Regions from separate parts of the Rattus norvegicus genome. Here all the other regions are linked to region 3. Evidence: chromatin contacts called from public Hi-C and HiChIP or PLAC-seq data. All regions are on one chromosome and are shown on one strand. The core of a region is the stretch at or near the end of the contact, and the rest is flanking DNA. Distances in the headings are between cores, read along the strand shown. Region 1 overlaps Gna14 (G protein subunit alpha 14). Region 2 holds the start of Gnaq (G protein subunit alpha q). Region 3 overlaps Gnaq (G protein subunit alpha q).

Region 1 (3,900 bases), core at 552-3,051, 250 kb before region 3:
ACCCTTACACAGATGTTAAGAGATCAAAGAAAAAAGAGCAACTAGAGTTAGAGATGGGTAGAGGGATAGGTTCATATTTCTACCAGAGGATACGGAGGGATGGAAGAAGGGTGCTGTTCACACAACCCCTCACACCTTTGCCACCACAAACCTGGCTGTGCTGGCCATTACTGACAGCACTTCCCAAATGGGGGCGGGGAGCAGGGATTCTCTGCTACACCACATTTCGCAAGACACTCCTTCTCCTAAGAACCTTCGAGTTCTAGGATGGAGAAGCGCATTGAAGGCATAAGGTATCAGAGAGCATCTGGAAGATGGACTCCAATCCTTGAGTTTGTAGTTGACTCCGAGTGTTCTCCAGGAATACTTTCCAGAACCCCCACACCCCATGAATACTAAATCCCAAGGACGACCAAGATCCTCTTTAAGATTTCAGAGCATTTTGTAGGACCTGCTCACACCCCGTAAACCACCAATGTAAATGCTTTCACGAGTTGTTATATGTCTTACTTAGACACTTGTGTCCAGGCTGAGGTCCATAGGACACATGCAACTCAGGACAGCTATGACTACAGCCTAACCCGAAATCACAAACTTACTACAAACAGGGTGTTGTTGTTATTGTTGTTGTTGTTGTTGTTGTTGTTGTTGTTGCTGCTGTTGTTGTTTTTGGTTTTGGTTTGTAACCTGATTGCCCAACTTCCATGCATGGTTTTTGTAGATGATGTCATGTGACAATCTCTAAAGGCCAGATACTCCTGGAAGGGAATGATGACAAAAGAAACAGTCATATGGTGGCTCATGCCTTTAATCCCAGCACTGGAGAGGCCGAGGCAGGCAGACCTGTGAGTTCAAGGTTAGCCTGGTGTACACAGTAAGTTCCAGGACAGCCAGGACTATACAGAGAAACCATATCTCAGAAAACACTAAACGGGGGAGGTGTCTGCGTGTTCAGAACAGGCCCTGGGTTTTATGTTTTAAGTATTTTAAACCTAAGGCAGTTTGAATCCACCAAGACAGTGGAACCCACCAGAAGCAGGGCTCACTATGTGGCTGAAGAAAGCTGCCCTTCCTGTGATCACTTCTTTGGGGTTAGTTGGGCCGCATGTGCCTAGAGGCCTCGTGATGTGTCCCATGACAGATAGGGTTTCCTGCCACCAACTTGCTCCTCCTCGTCTGGCTCTGGAGTGGCCTTAGTTTCAGCTTTGTTTGTTTTACAGGAGACAGTTCAGTCCAACAAACATAAGATCTGCTCTTTCCCTCTCTTTCAGTGTCTGTTCTTTGTCCGGATATGTACCCTGATACCCACGGAACGCTGACATTTGTTTCACGCCCCTGCCCAGTCCAGTGGGAGTCCTTGTAGGGTGGGGCGAGAAGCTTCACGGCACACTGTTATTCTGGGACCCAGGCTCACAGCAGCAGGTGACTCTAACAACATCCTGGGTCCTGGAGTCTTCCATGCCCGCAGAAGAGTGGAAAGAGCAGGGAACATCGGGCAGAAGTTCTGTGAACTGGGTCTGGATGCTGAAGACATCACGTCTAGACACAGTTCAGTGAGCCAGGGTTGGTCGAAAGTGTCCACTGAGTATAGAGGAGGCAGGGGAAACCGGGCTGCCTGTACTCAAATGGAAAAGAAGTGGAATTGCTTGAAGGCAGAGTGATGTCTACGCTACTTAGAGACTCACAAAACCTCTTTTGCCAAAGTGACTTCTGAAACATGAATGATTGCAGTGTAGTTGGTCAAAATGGAGCTGGTGGACCAAATCCAGCCCCTGACTCAGTTTGTGAATAACATTCTTCTGGAACATAGCCTCGGCTGTCACACCGTCTCCTTTCACACTGACCACAACAGTGCCAAGTTGTTGGGTCAGAACCCAGATGATCTGCAGGGCTTTAAACACTTCTATGACCCCCCCCCCACACACACACATGCACACACACATGCACAAACGCTTGTGACCCCTGGAAACAGCTGGATAATTAAATTCACCCATGTAGCACACCACTGTCCCCCTCTATATATCTGAATTCATTCATCTGGGGTCTGTTTTATGAAGGAATCATTCTCCATTGGGTGTTGTGTTTTCTTTTCTTTTTCTTTTTAAGACCAGAATATATTTTGGTAGGGTAAGGTATGGTGAGGTGGGAGGGGTGCCTCCGCGGTGGCCCATGCTGAGGTATCCCTTCCCCCTGAGGTACCAACCCCAAGGTGGTATAGTATAGAATAGAGTTTATTTAGGCCATGGGAAGGGGAGTTGAGAAGGGAGTAGGGGCAGATAGAAGACATACATACATACATACATACATACATACATACATACATACATACAGACAATGGAGAGGCTGGAAAGGGGGAGGGGAAAGGGGAGAGAAGGAAAAAGGGGTCAAGGAGAGAAGGGCGGGGGGGGGGTAGAAAGAGTTCTCCTTTGCTAGATTTAACAAAGAAAATAAGCATTTCTACCTCCAGGTGAGGTAATATTTTGTGGCTAGGCAGAAACTGCCTATTTCATCTACAGACTGATACTGTCCAAAAAGGGACACCTTATGCAGAATGGTTGACTGATAATTTTGCCAAGACAGAATTATCAACCCTTCAAGATTTCTGCATTTCAAGGGTCTGTCAGTTGATTTTGGGTCAGAAGGCTGAAGATTTGCGCTCACATGTGGCTAACAGAGGACTGTGCTAGTGGAGATTTGTCTCTACAACCTCTCAGCTCTGGAAGCTGTGTTAGGCTTCCTATGTGTATAGATATTTGGTCATTCTCAGATTTCTGATGGGGTTGAAGACTGATTACAGTCTCATAGCCTATCAGGCTATTTGACTTTGAAAATGCATATCTTATTAGATAGCTATCAGATAGTATACAAGCTAGCCAGAATATAACATAGATTTTAAGCCTTTCTTAAGCTGGAATGGATAACTAAATGTTCTGTTTAACTGATAAAGTGTTGGACTGGGTGTTAGATATATTTTATGCTTTTAATTACAAAATGATAATAGCTGTGCTCAGCTTATATTTGAAAGAAAAGTTTTTTTTAATTAGACAAAAAGGGTTAAATGTAGGATGTCATTATATAGGTGAAGGCAGGTACAAGATAGAATGAGGCCTGTCATTGGACGAGAAGGAAGGATGGGCGGGAGAAAAGTTTTAGAGAGGGGAGGAGACTGGAGAAGGTAGGAGAAGCAGCCGAGAGACCATGGAGGCTGATGTTAAGGTTCCTCTCCGCACATTCATGGGTTTTTATGAATGTTCTTAAGGGATGGATGTGTACAGGGCTTTGTATGTCTAGTGGTCAATTATATCTTATCAACTGGATCAGAGGTTATTATTGTGTTGTGTGTTCTTTCATGTGGCGATTTAATTGAATTCAAGAGAGTGTGATGACTGGAGACATACGTATGTCTGGCATGGTGGCAGCCTGCCTTGGGAACTAGATAGATAGAGAGATTGTTGCCAGGCTCAGAGAGAAGCCACCGGCAGTGTGATATGGGATGGAGCAGAGCGGGTGAGAGGCTTTGCTGACTGAGATGAAGACGTCTACCAGAGAGCTTGGGGCACTGCGGTGCCAAACCTAGTGCAGGGTAAAAGACAGCATTTTTTTTATAATTTTACAGCAACATTTATATTTTAAAAAGAGGAAGGAATGTGTGGGTGGGTGACCATGAAGTCCTCCAGCCTGGAGAGAGATGGTTACGTGTGTTAGGGCAATTGCTGTGTGCACCAGAGTCTTTCTCTGCATGCCTTGTTTGGCAAACACTCTGCACCATTCAGGTTCTGTGGAGGACAAAGCTCAATTTCCCTCTCAAAAAGGAGAGAAGGGATGGTTCAGCAGTTAAGAGGCTTACTGCTCCTGTAGAAGTCATCATTTCTGTTCACAGCACTCACATCAGGCTAATTA
Region 2 (4,039 bases), core at 734-3,233, 200 kb after region 3:
AAGTATCTCTATAAGTGTATCCCCCTCTCAGGCATTTAAACCTAGGCCCTCTGACAAACCTAACTCATGGCTGCCTGGAAACCTCGAGCTGTCAAATTTCAGGCAAATAAGTTTGGTTAACTAGACCTCAAATGCCCTGTTCTTAGCTAAACACAAACATATGAAGATTGTAAACAAAGGAAAATTAAAAGCCAGGTCTAAGAGAAAAATCTCTAAAACACATGTTTTCCCTCTTAATTGTATACTGGAACACCGTATATTTATTCCACTTGCCCTTGCTTTTCCCTTCTCAATTTAAAAAAAAAAAAAGAAAGAAAGAAAGAAAGAAAAAGATAAGGCATTCCATTTTCAGCCATGAGAAGAAACAGAAATGATGAGGGTGGTAGACTTACCCAATTTCCCCACTCCCCTTGCCTTATTCCCCTAAAACCCACCTTTTTATTCAGCTCCTTGCCTTCTGTACTGTATGAACACTTTATATGTGCACATTTACCTAACTGGATTTCAATAAAAAAAAAACCTACGCTGGGGAAGGAAATAGCATTGGTAGCCATTTGTGATTGTGATATTTTGCTCCTGACTATAAGTGATCCAGTACATAAGCAGTTCGGTCCCCAAGGTAATGGGTTCCTGGAGCCAGCAGATGGACTGCTCCAGATAGAAAAGAAAGAGGGGAGGGGGGACTTCTCAAATCCCAACCAACGAAGCAATATCCTCTTCTTACAGAAATGTTTGAGAAGCGTTATTTTTACTCATACAAATAAACACAAGTGCAGACATTTTTCAGGCCTGTTCCTGCAAAGCAGTTCATGCTTCCTACCACAGTAGCAATAGTTATGTCATGCTAGCTTGTACATGAACCCTGATCGCTTGATTCCAAACATCCTCTCAGAGATAATAATCAATATAATTCCTATTTGAAAATAGCATTTTCTTCTTAATTTCGTGTTAAAGCAGAATGTTGGATTGTCATTTAGAAAAAAAAAAAAAAAGAGATCTGAGGGAAATTTTCTCGAACTCTTCCCGTTTTTCTTGGAGCCCAGATGGCAAGATACTAAAATGTCCGTTTTAAACAAAAGGTTTCTGTTTGTTTCCAGGAGAGTAACTGAGAGGCTGTGCTGGTTTCCAGTAGAAACTGCTGTGAATTCAGGCATACATCTGGGTCGCCTCATTAAACAAAAGATAGCCGTCTGCTGTCAACAACCACACAGTACAACACTCCCGGATCCTTCATCTTTATCCAGAAGGAATGGTGCAGAAGAGACGCCTGTCACCATCCACTGCCCATGCAACTCTCTGGGGTCACTCCTGTCAGTGGCCTGGTGGCTACAGTGGAGCACATTTGGGCTAGTCTTCCCGCCCCGCCCCTGCCCAGTACGTTAACCCGGGTTTCTTTGGAGCGCCAGCCAAGGCTTCCTCAGCACCTTTCCTAGCTGAATCCAGACCCTAGTCTGCTCCCCGTTTCCACCCTTCCCTCTCCACCCTACAACGCGCCACAATGGACGCTGGCCTGCCACCGCACTGCACGCCATCGCCCACCCGCGCCGCTCGCGCGGACGCTCAGCCGTCCCGCAGACGCGGCGCACAGAGCACGGCCCTAGCTGACACCGAAGGCGCACACCGCAGCTCCGGAGCCCCGGCCCTCGGCCCCTGTGTGCGCGCGCGCGGGTGCGGGTGCCGACCGGGAACGCGCGCGGGGAGGGCAGCGGCGAGCCGGGGCGGGGGGCACCAGGGCCCAAGGGCCGCACTCACCCAGCAGCAGCAGCTTGAGCTCCCGGCGGGCGTCGCGCTTGTCCCTGCGCAGCTGCCGCTCGATCTCGTCGTTGATCCTCCGGGCTTCCTTGGCCTCCTCGCTCAGGCAGCACGCCATGATGGACTCCAGAGTCATTCTTCCGAAGTGCCTCGCTGCAGCCCCGCCGGCGCCCTGCTCACACGCGCGCACACACGCCCTCCGCCCTCGCTCCCCCGAGGCAGCGGCGGCCGCGGAGTCCCGCCGCCCGGGCGCGCGTCAGGGACGAGCTCAGGGAGCCGCGGTGAGGACGGCGGCCGGGCCCGTAGCCCAGGCGGGCCGGGGACGAGCGGGGCCGGGGGCCTGGGACGCGCGAGGAAAGGCCGCCGCGCCCGGCCGCGCTCACACGCCGCCTTCTTGGAGAGCGCGCGGCCCTCCAGGCGCCGCTGCCGATGCTGCCCTAAGCTGTGCGCCCAGCGGCCCGAGCTCATCCACCGAGGCGGCCCAGCAGCGAGCGACCGCCGACGGCTCCGCGCGCCCGGCGCGCCCGCTCCTCGCCGCCGCCTGACTCGGCTCCGGGCGCCCTCGGCCTGCCCGCGCCCACTCGGCTCGCGCGCAAACCGGGCAGCCGGCCGCCGCGCGCTCCCCGCCTCCGCCCCCGCCTCCGCCGGACGCCCACCCGGCCCGATTGCCAGGCGCGCCGCGGCTGCTCAGTGCTCGCCCTCCCCCTCGCCACACACACACATTTTCTCCTTTCTCTGAACTGGAGCACAGATCCGGGAGGGAGGCGGCGGCGGGAGGAGGGCGGGCGCAGGGGGCGGGCGCAGCGCAAGGGGCGGGGCCGAGGCCCCTCCTGGACAGCTCGCGCTCTCCTCGCCCCGCCCCCGACTGCCGGCCTGGCTCGCCCGCCGCTTCCCTCTGCGCGAGCCCGGGAGCAGCGGTCACGGCCGCTCAAGCGGGGCCGGCCGGCCGGCGAACACAGTCCTTTGGCTGCCGCGGGCCGCCGGGGCGTGGTCGGCGAGAATATGGCGTCCTCGGCCTGCCCTCCGGCCGCTGGCGCGGCGGGAGCCCTGATGGGTGCCCACGCGCTGCACCCCAGGCCTCTCTACAGCCCTGCTGCCCTTTCCTATTTCTAAAACGCCATTCCGGAAAAACTGCCTCAAGTGGCCTCTGACTCCAGATCTGTCTTAGAAAATGGGATACTCTTTACTAGGAAAGAGAAAGGATTGTCACCGGCTCGCTGGGGGTTACCAAGAGATCTGTGGACGGAACTGTCCTCAGTATCTCCAGATAGGAATCTGAATCCTGAAGAGAAAAACCCAAGTTTCCAAGAGCCTCCTGATCTGTTCCAACTTTTCCGGTCACTAAGGTGATTTCTGTTTCCCTACCAGCACACTATGTTAAAAAGTCTGATATTATGAGCTTGACCCTTCTACACCGTGACAGTTAAGGATGATTTCTGGGAGATCTCCAAATAGTACAGAATGAAATGAAAGAGACGGATATGGTGTGTCATAAACTCCACACTCGACAGGCTGAGGCAGGAGAATTGCTTCCTGAGCAGTATGAAACATTGTATCAAAGAAAAGGGGGAGGGGAGAGAATAAAATAGGAAAAAGTGGAGAAACTAGTACCATTGGAGCAAAATTCTACTTGGTTTTTACACTTCTAATTTGAGATGGTTTACTAATAAATAGAAAAAGTCTTGATCACTCAAGGTTATTTGGGGGGAAAAAATGTTCATTCGATTCAATGTGTCTTAAACATCAAGGGGGAGATTCATACTATTCTCCCTGCCTTTGCAGGTAGAAGTGGAGCCCTCCCCATGTTGTGCTTTCCATGAACTGCCCCTATTGATCTAGGCTGCAATGTAAGGTCATAATCATTGCTACAAATTAGGAGTGAAACAAGTCTTAGACTCCAAGGTCTCCCCTCTGCTTTGCCTTATTCTCTACTTCTTTGATGCACCGCGCGCCCGCGCGCGCGCGCACACACACACACACACACATACACACACACCCATCCTCTATGTCAGGACTCAGATGGAGTTGTGGACTTGAAGTCTGTATGTTATACTCTCCTTTTTAATAAGATGTCTTGCCAAGACAGCAAAGAAGATGAACCTCTCACCCCTTTTCTATGAATACCATCAGAGCTGGTAGGACTTGCTGTGAAAATAAATGCTTAAACACTAAAGAGTCAAAGTCAATAGGCAGAAATGTAAAATAGCTTGGGGGAGAATCACAAGTAGTATGCCCTGTGCCCCCATTTTGTGTGGTGGTGGTGATGGTGTTGGTGGTGGTGGTGGTG
Region 3 (4,014 bases), core at 627-3,126:
TTGATGATGTGAGCTATCATTTCCTTGAGATTTGTGTTCTAGGTAGTTTATATATTACTTACAAATAACATCACTGCTACAGTTTGAATCTGCAATGTCCCCCACAGGCTCATGTTTTGAATTCCCAGTTGCCAGCTTGTGGTCCTATTTTGAAGAGAGTGGATTCCTTAAGAAGTGGGGTCTGGGTGGTGAAGTAGACCTCTATCTCCTTTTCCTATCTCTGTGTTTCTCTGGTCTGGTGCCATGAAAAATCTGTCACATGTTCTCCCCACTATGAACGCTATCACACCTTCTGCCCTCTGAAACCAGGAAAACCTCTGTCGTTCGGTTGTTTCTGAATGCACTCTCTTCCAGCAATGGAAGACCTATCCAGTATCTTAAGTGTTTACATTAAAATAGTTAACACAAAGACAGTCACTGTTCATGATTACTCAGCCTGTGAGTGGGGCTAGGACTCAACCAGGACAACTGGACTCTTTCTACTTCCCTGTTTCTTAGTCAGGGACAGTTCTGAGGTACAACACCTTAAGTGTCCAGTATCCCAGAAAGTAAGTTTCTGTCTTACTGCTGCATGTATGTATGTGTGTGCTGTATACATGTATGTGATTGCACAGGTGTGAGGGCCAATGGCCATGTGGGAGTTAGAGCAGGATGTCAGTGGTCTCCATCACTTATTTTCTCCCTGCTGCCCCAAGACAGTGGCTCTCACTGAACTGGAAGTTCACTTATTGGACTAATCTGACATCACAAACTCTACAGAGCTTCCTGTCTCTGCCTCACAACACCAACATTACAGGTATGCATAGCCACACCTGCCTTTTTATGTAGATGCTAGAGATCTGAACTTAGGTCCTCGTGCTTGCTCTCACCTACTGAGCCATCTCCATAGACTATTCCTAGGGTTCCTAATTCTAAAACAATATAGCTCTATTAGTGTGGCCACCAGTGACTCTTGTTCATCACATCACACTCTATGAGACCAACACTGATTTTTTTTTCTTAAATGAAGTTCCCCAGTAACCTTTGAGTAGATTCCTTCTCTAAAACATTCTACCCTTTATCATCATCATCTTCTTCTTCATCTTCATCATCATCATCATCATCATCATCATCATTGTTACCACCACCACCACCACCACCACCACCACCACCACCACCAATCGTCATCACACCCTGGGTTCAATTTTTGAAACCTACAGGGCAGCTCAGTCATCTCTAACTTCAATTCCAGGGGATTCCATGCCCTCTTCTGGTCTCCACAGGCAATGCATGCACATAGTGCAAAGACATCCATGCAGGCAAAACATCCATGCACATGAAGATCAATAAAACCATAAAATTTTAAATTAAAAAAGAAGTAGCAAACATTTTATCATTTTATTACCAAGTAATTGTGTTTTAAAAGCTGTAATTCACTCCCAGGTTTCTCTCACGAATATATAATATACCAAGGTAAGCACAGTCAAGTCTGCTCTGTGTGAGCAGTCTATTTCAGACCAAGAACAAACTGTCAGTTTATTCTTGTTTTGTTCACCCAAACCAGGAAGTTTCAGAAACCAGAATTCAGCATGACCAAGTCAAAAGGACTAATCAGTTAGATGTACATATTTACAGGAATCGTGGAGAGGGCACCATGTACAGGCATAGACTGGAAAGCGAGTTTAAACTCAGTTAAAGACTAAAAGCTTAGTTTGAACACACAGTGATACATGCGGGCTATGTCTTGTTCTGGCTCTCAGAGGCTCTGAAATAATGTGTCCGTGAAAGGATTACAGCAGAACAGTTGGCTGCCTGCTGGTCTGTTAACACGGGGAACGTAAGAGAGGAAGGGAAGTCAGAAAGCAGTGCAGCACGATAGCCTTCGTTGTCTAGCCTACTGGTTCATGCTTATCTCCTTATTTGGAGACAAAGGAGAAAGACATTCATTCCCCAAACAATAGGAAGGCTGAGACTCGCACAGACAAAAGGAGATCTGTGCAAAATTGCAGAGATTAATAAACAACGTTTTCAAATAACCAAAAGACAACTAAACGGAAATAATCTGGAACATTCTCCCTGCACATCCCTGTATCTGTGTGTACTCATGCATTTACCATCTACCTTTTGGAGGGAGGTAGGTGGAGAAGGGAGCTAGGTTCTCTCACAGGCCCGGGGCGAGCCAAACAGTCTTGGCTTAGCTGGCTAGAAAGTCCCAGGCATCTGCCTGTATCCACCTTCTCAGATTACAAGCATGTGCCTCTATGCCCAGCTTTATGTGCATTCTGGGGACTGATGTACTTTACCAAACAATCAGCTCCCCAGCCTCTACAGAATGGCTTTGTTGTTTGTGGTCTACAGTGCATTGTCTATAGTTCTGCAGGATAGAAAGGCTAACAGCACTCACTCTCAGGTTTCTCTCACGAATATATACCAAGGTAAGCACAGTCAAGTCTGCTCTGTGTGAGCAGTCTATTTCAGACCAAGAACAAACTGTCAGTTTATTCTTGTTCTGTCCACCCAAACCAGGAAGTTTCAGAAACCAGAATTCTATAGTTCTGAATTACTTTAGTGGTTTAAGAAGTTAGAGGTAATGACATTTGCATGTTTTACTACAACTGAAAATTAAACAGATCACTCCAATACGAACGTGTGCTTCTGAGCATGTGCCTCACTCAGGGGCGCTGGCTATGGGCTGTACTTTCCTGTAATGCTGAAACATCAGCTCCAGGGCTACCATCAGGCTTGATGAGAGCCCAAGAAAAAGCTCCAAAGTGGGTCTGACTTACCTCACAGAACTAAAAGATCTAACAGAGAAACAGCACAGGTTATCCAAGCACTAGTCATCAGAGAAAACAGAATTTCAACTCAGAAAAATACCTTCATCAGATAGCCTGTAGGCATTTTCTGAATTAATGACTGATGTACAGAAATGGTCCAGCCCCATTTTGGGTGATATCACCGCTGGGCAGGTGTCCTCAGTGGCATAAGCAAGCCATGGAGAACAAGTCAGTAAGTAGTATGTCTCCACGGCCTCTTGCTTCAGCTCTTGCCTCCACGTTCCTGCCTCCATGCTCCTGCTCTGACTTCCTCTCATGATCAACTATAAACTGTAACATAAAATAAACCCTTTCCTCCTCAAGGTGCTGATGGTCATGGCATTTGTCATGGCAACAGAAAGCAAACAAGGACACAGCTTTATCATTTTAATCTGTGGCATAGTAAATCATCTTATGAACCAAAGGAACTGGGCCATGCTTTCACAGAAAACACCCACCTAGAGACTGAATGATGGAATGCTAGTAGAAATTTGAAGACATCTGATAAAAAAAGTCACTGATTGATAATATACTTTTATACCAGCCAGTCAGCCAGCCAGCCAGCCAGCCAGCCAGCCAGCCAACCGATTTCTGTGAGTTCAGGTGAAATCTATAATGATCACATAAACAAAGAACTTGACTGTTGTGCTAGACTCAGATGACAGGTTATTTAGAGAACTGACTTCTTTGATTATTTGCTAATTTTAAAGAGGCAAATCGCTTGCCATTAAATCACAACATGCAGTTCTTTGTGGATACAGTGCATTTACCAAGTATAAATACACTGATAAGACACTGTTCTCACCTTTGCTAGTATGAAAGCATAAGGATGAAATTATATGTGTTTTTTCCATCTTCTGTGTAGAGGACACGTGTGAATTATATGTGTTTCTTTGATCTTCTGTGTGGATGACATGTGTGCATTATATGTGTTTCTTCCATCTTCTGTGTAGAGGACACGTGTGAATTATATGTGTTTCTTTCATCTTCTGTGTAGATGACACATGTGAATTTTATCTTAGTGGGTAACAAACTGAATATAAGAAATAAAGATCTACAGAGTAACTCATATTGTCTTTTGTTCATGTGCCTTATTCTGAGAAAAAAGCAGGTGTACTTTTTAAGTTTCTTCTAGTGAATTTTTCTAGTTTTGTGTCTGTTTTGCTATCCTGGCTCCCCACATCACAGTAGTGAAACAAGTGGCTCTTTACAATGTCTA

Evidence for each region. A called contact is a pair of places that touch in the nucleus more often than the background predicts. HiChIP or PLAC-seq counts read pairs in DNA pulled down with a chosen protein or histone mark.
Region 1: a contact with region 3 is called in a Hi-C map of Schwann cells, with 8 times the contacts expected there. The contact joins two enhancer-like sites. A contact is called at or near these places in 10 of 12 Hi-C or Micro-C datasets (the Rat2 cell line, Schwann cells, frontal cortex and 6 more).
Region 2: a contact with region 3 is called in an H3K27ac HiChIP or PLAC-seq map of oligodendrocytes, with 5 times the contacts expected there. The contact joins the promoter of Gnaq here to the enhancer-like site in region 3. A contact is called at or near these places in 6 of 12 Hi-C or Micro-C datasets (the A7r5 cell line, the Rat2 cell line, Schwann cells and 3 more) and 1 of 1 datasets of contacts at active chromatin or transcription factors (oligodendrocytes).

Annotation. Positions count from the first base shown.
Region 1 is chr1:223,305,637-223,309,536 of GRCr8, reverse strand. All of the region lies in intron 2 of Gna14 (G protein subunit alpha 14), which reads right to left. Among named protein-coding and RNA genes, the nearest start is that of Gna14, 170 kb to the right of the region's middle. Within about 2 kb of position 1,801, at least 5 of the 93 cell types and tissues checked have an H3K27ac peak or open chromatin away from gene starts, as enhancers often do. A contact at or near this core is called in Schwann cells, where this site is marked.
Region 2 is chr1:222,850,397-222,854,435 of GRCr8, reverse strand. It overlaps Gnaq (G protein subunit alpha q), which reads right to left and starts at 1,983. Exons shown (of 7, transcript NM_031036.3): 1 at 1,753-1,983. The coding sequence starts at 1,888.
Region 3 is chr1:223,053,758-223,057,771 of GRCr8, reverse strand. All of the region lies in intron 5 of Gnaq (G protein subunit alpha q), which reads right to left. Among named protein-coding and RNA genes, the nearest start is that of Gna14, 86 kb to the left of the region's middle. Within about 2 kb of position 1,876, at least 34 of the 93 cell types and tissues checked have an H3K27ac peak or open chromatin away from gene starts, as enhancers often do. A contact at or near this core is called in Schwann cells, where this site is marked.